Linked DNA regions of Danio rerio: region 1 is linked to region 2. A link is a contact called in public Hi-C data. All regions are on one chromosome and are shown on one strand. The core of a region is the stretch at or near the end of the contact, and the rest is flanking DNA. Distances in the headings are between cores, read along the strand shown.

What was found. A called contact is a pair of places that touch in the nucleus more often than the background predicts.
Region 1: a contact with region 2 is called in a Hi-C map of embryo, with 2.4 times the contacts expected there. The contact joins the promoter of nol4la here to the enhancer-like site in region 2. A contact is called at or near these places in 6 of 18 Hi-C or Micro-C datasets (caudal fin, embryo, hematopoietic stem cells and 1 more) and 1 of 4 datasets of contacts at active chromatin or transcription factors (embryo).

The regions. Positions count from the first base shown.
Region 1 is chr8:25,230,309-25,233,008 of GRCz12tu, forward strand. nol4la (nucleolar protein 4-like a) reads right to left here and starts at 1,282. Exons shown (of 11, transcript XM_073910355.1): 1 at 1,054-1,282. LOC141375629 (a long non-coding RNA gene) reads left to right here. Exons shown (of 4, transcript XR_012384310.1): 4 at 1-440.
Region 2 is chr8:25,184,416-25,187,126 of GRCz12tu, forward strand. All of the region lies in intron 2 of nol4la (nucleolar protein 4-like a), which reads right to left. Among named protein-coding and RNA genes, the nearest start is that of nol4la, 46 kb to the right of the region's middle. Within about 2 kb of position 1,311, at least 4 of the 62 cell types and tissues checked have an H3K27ac peak or open chromatin away from gene starts, as enhancers often do.

The DNA of each region.
Region 1 (2,700 bases), core at 32-2,531, 46 kb after region 2:
TTTGTGCAACAATAGACCATTTTATTTGAATAGTCTGTGAAGTACTTTAAGGTTGCAAAAGTATGTAGAAATCATGGCTTTCGTGGTAGCCTGTTATACGTTTTCTGATGATTCAGTTCGAACGCACATCTGAATCAGTTCATTTCTGTTTCTGTCAATATGATTTAGTAGCCACAACAACTGCAACAATCTCTTAAAAAGAACGACTCACAAAGTGAAATTTTGAATTATGTTGGATTCTTAGCTGATAAGACTGAAAAACAAAAAAAAGCCCAAAAGAGCAAACATTGAAACAATTTTTGACCTCTTCATATAGCCACATTTTGTACAAAATGAACATTTTTGTAACAAATTTCTTTCTGTATAATTTGTATCTTTTTTTAATGTATTTTTTGTTGGTCATTTATCTACAAAATAAACAAAAAGAACTAATGCATTATAGGTGAAGTGCAGATGTGCAAATACTTTTTCAATAATAAGGGAATTATGAATTAAATTCAAGTAGACATTTTATAACATAAATATAGTATTTCTGACAATTTTCTATATTTCATAAATTTGAATTATGAATTACAGTATCCCAATGGTGTCACGATACTTCAGCTGGTATAGTATCGTAAATTTATGGTATCGCGACATCCCTAATTTGAATGGTTCTGAGGTTGGAGATAGGGATTATTTAGGTTAGGGCTTCATATCACACTATTCCACATTAAAATTTACACTGGTAGCAAAATCTGATAGGTAAGTTAGCATATTGCATCAAAATGTGCAACCTACTTTTTGAATGGAAGGTAACGTTAGGACAATTTAACAAGGTAGGACATTGTTCTTTGTTCATGTTTCAAAATGTATTCGTAAACTTGTGATCAAATTGAAGAAAACATATCTCAATGTCAATTGAAAACTGGGCCTAAGATCACTGTTTACTTTCATTATGAACAAGGACAGATTAAACCCTCAACAAAATACCATTACATGTGCTCTACAGAAGAAAGGCGGTTTGCAACAATATGACAATAGAATTTTCGTTTTGAGGTGAACTATACCTACCTGTAATATAACTTGAGGCCAACGCTCCGTTCGTCAAAGCTGTTTTATCAAGTTCTCTCGACAAAACATTTGACCGATTTTATCAGACCTAAAATAATTGAGAGATTAAAACATAGGCTGAGAAGGAAAGCTGAATCCCATGAAGTTTAAAAACTGACAACAAACATTAATGTTTCTCAGTTGAGGCCTAATGTGAAGTTGACGGATGATCTATTCGCTGCTGCCACCTAAAGTTCAGTCGCGAAACTGCACTTATAATGCTGTAGGCTTTTGTCTGGGAGATGCTAAATAAATCCAATCAGTTAATTCACTTCATTTATTTTTTCCAGAGTAATGACCGAACTATCTCACTTATTTCATTTATAAAAAAATATATATTCTGAATGCAGAGCATCGAGGGAAAAAAATCACTCTTCTAAACATTTCGCCACAAGAGATTCAAACTAATTAGCATCATAAGACTTCAAAATCAGTAAAATATTGAATTTAAGTCATCGAGGACCACCAACATGCTACATTTTATACTTGTTTGGGCATTTTGTTCTGTGTTTTATTTCTCCAGGAACAACTATGAATAGCTGTTTCCAGTTTCTTGCCTCAGTCCTTGCTGCTGAAAAACAAAAGCAAACAATGGAAGCCATCACAGAACTACTAATAGATTACACATATCTTTAGAACAATACAATCCATCAAAGTCTGCCGATCAAAACCAGTTTTAACGATATCTAATGTGTTTTGGGACTTATTCTATTAGGATTTCTTGTTTTCAACATGCCACCAATAGAAGGCCCAAACAATTACCAGTGGATATTTAAACCACCATTACAGTTTCATTAAAACCAATGCAATTTCCCACATATCCATGACAAAACATTACAAATTATATGATGGCTTCTGTTGTTTATTTCAGCAGGGTTTGTCTCTTCACCTCTGTCTTTCCATGCAGATCAGGCATGAATTCTTCAGCAGGTGTTAAATTGCTTGTACAGGGAGGTGGTCGGTCTGTTTGTCGTCCTGACTGAGGAAGAATCGGGGGGGAGGGAAGAAACACACGACTGAACACAGGCGGGCAAACACACACAGACAGCCTCGCGGGACATTGGCGCAGGGTGGGCCAGGACCCGGGCGCTCGGGCTGGGGGGCAGCGGGGAATGTCAGGACAGGAGAGCCAAGAGGCTGTTGGGAGATGACAGAATGGGCATGGTTGCCATGGCAACGCAATTGGCCCAAGCAGTTCGAGGCAACCGGTAACCAAGTAACAGGAAATGAGCAGTGAATGGGGGAGAAGCAGAGGCTGAAGATGCTGAAGGAGGGAGGTCTTCACTAATGGGACAGACTTGAACTCTTGATGGACACAGAGGGTCATTTATAAAGGTCTTTTATATGTGTGTAAATATGTTTGTTTATACATCTGTGTGTGCCCTTAAGTCACAGCAGACTGAGCATGTGTGTGTGTGTGTGTGGGACACCATATGTGAAGACTGACTGTCTGACTGTCTCTGGACTACAGTACACCATTATAACCAGCGGTGACAACTATGACGCATGTGGTTACAACAAGCAGGGAGAGAAAGGTGTAATGCTTAAAATGAAAAAGAAAGGATAGATGGGGGAAAATGGATAAATTATTTTTTTGTTTGTAAAATG
Region 2 (2,711 bases), core at 61-2,560:
GTGGCTTTATTTCAGAATGTTGATGTACTTAAATTGAGTAGGGGGAGGAGATGCACATCATTCACTCATAGCAAATAAGGTTGAGAGGGCGTGGTTAAGAATATTGTTTTAAGTCTTCAAACTAACGTAGAAGGACCACAACTCCAAACGCAGAAGCAAACGATCAGACTTTGATTGAAGATTAACAAAACACACTTTTTTTCAGAGGATTAACTCGCAAAGATTTTTTGCTCAATAAAAAATAACAATGTGCACAAGCACAATAAACACTGTACATTTTGACTACACACAAACTTTATTGCAAAATTCAATTGTTCTGTTATATTTACGATGAATATGTTGTCATTGTCTTATGACATGACCTACAAGCAGTTGCGTTGCTTTACTGTCATTCACAAATGCTGTCTTATGGCCTCATGGGACAGTCAAGTGTCCACTGTGGAGGTTCACTTCAGAAGCTTCTAAATCAAGGGTGCTCAACCCTGTTCCTGGAGGCCTACCTTCCTGCAGAGTTCAGCACCAACCCTGATCAAAAATCTCAATCAATTAATAAGGACCTGAAGCAGCACTTAATAATTACAGGCAGGTGTGTTTGATATTGGTAGCAACTTCTTTCTTTCTTTTTTTTTTTCTTTCTTTCTTTCTTTCTTTCTTTCTTTCTTTCTTTCTTTCTTTCTTTCGTTTTTGTCTATTCGTCTGTGTCTCTATTTACTGTATATCTGTCTGTCTGTCTGTGTCAACCTATTGTATATATATCCGTCTGTCTATCTGTCTGTCTATTCATCTATCTATCTATCTATCTATCTATCTATCTATCTATCTATCTATCTATCTATCTATCTATCTATCTATCTATCTATCTATCTATCTATCTAATCTCTAAACATTGTTTTTAATTTATCCAGCAATGTGAAGCTCTCCTGCGTTCTAAGCTCCCCACTGATGATACATTTTAAGACACTCAGTGCCTGCAGCATAAAGGCTGTCCACTTTGCTTCAGAAGGCAGCTGCTTATTTAGGAAGCATTGTAGGTTTTCCACACTAATAACAATGCGCGTGCAACTGAATGCTCTACAACTCCTTCCTCCTCCTCAATGCCTGCTTTCCTCTCTTTTCCAGTCTTTTCTGGTGTCTCTCATCTCTATCCCCTCTCCCTCCATTCTCTTCTGCTCTAGCTTTCTTCTCCTGGAGGCTTTCTGAGTGCGACCTTCACACAGAGAGGGTGATGGAGCAGTAGGAATAGCAGGCCCAGCACCCTCCCCCCTTCAGGCGGCACAGAGGGAAAAGGCCAACTGGGGAAAACCGCACCTCCCAGAATGCCATGCTCCCAGACTGCCCCCTCCTCCCCGGCTGGCAGGGCTGCTCTCTGTGGGCTGCTCGTGCTATGAGACCTGACAGCAGGGCTCTCCGGGGCACGGGCTGAGGAGACGAGGTGAACGTTGCCCCAAGGACATTGTGCAGCCCCCTGCCACCCCTGAATCACACACACATAACACACACACACAAAAAAACACCCTTCTGCATCTTCAATATCGGGGGTGCTTTCTTTCCCTTTGTGTGTCCCGAAACAATAAATGGCCCTCTTTTCTCACTTGTTTAAGTGGTCAAGTAATATTGTAATATTTTATAGCCACATGAATTAATTTCATTTTATAATAAAAAGTTACAATGGAAATGCCTGAAATCTAAGGGAGTGGTATTATAGGTGCCCCTTTAGTGGTCTCAGGCTCAATAAAGCAAGGTTGCATTTACCTCAGGCCACCACTAGAGGGCACTGTGCAGACAGCAGCAGTATGAGAGGTAGTGGGTCAGGACAGAAGGGGTGACCTTATTTTAGTCACACTAACCATGACTAAACTTGAATTGATACATATCTAAAAATGCACAAGTTAAAAAAGTAATTATAACATAGTTACATGGTGTTCAACAGCTACATTAATATGAATATAGTTATTAATAATGGTATTAGTAAAATAATAATAATAATATAGCTTGTATTATAAATGTATATGCAATTACAATTATGTATTTTCCCAATTTAATTTAACTTATTTTTCTATAGTTTTATTAATGCTTTAAAATTGATTATTTATATATATATATATAATATTAACATATATCTTTAGAACTTAACTTCAAAGTCTTCAATTTATTAACTTAAATAAAAAATAAAGTAAATTAAAATAAAATATACTCTTAAAAAATATCAACATCCATTTTTGAACTTATCTTTATAGACTTCAATCTATTAATCTGCAGTAATTGTTGATTAATTAATATAAACATTTTCAGTAAAAATAAAATAAAATGGAAAAATAAAATAAATAAAAACAAATAAAATATAATATCATTCAATTAAAATTAAATAAAATAAAAAATAAATTAAAATAAATAAAAAATAAATAAAACAAATTAAATTAAACAATTAAAAATGTAAAATAAAAAAATACACAAAAATAATAAAAAATTAAATAAAATTAATAAATAACATAAAATATAATACAATATAATTAAAGAATAAATAAAAAATAAAACTTAAAAAATAAAACAAAACAAAATATAATAAAATAAAAAATAACAATATAAAATAAAAAAGCTTCAAAGTCAATTTTCCTCACCAAACCTTTACCATTATGCCAAAACTACGGACTCATCATGACCTGAAAGACTGAGGCAGCATTTGGAACAAAGCCATGGATGGTAAAGTGTGT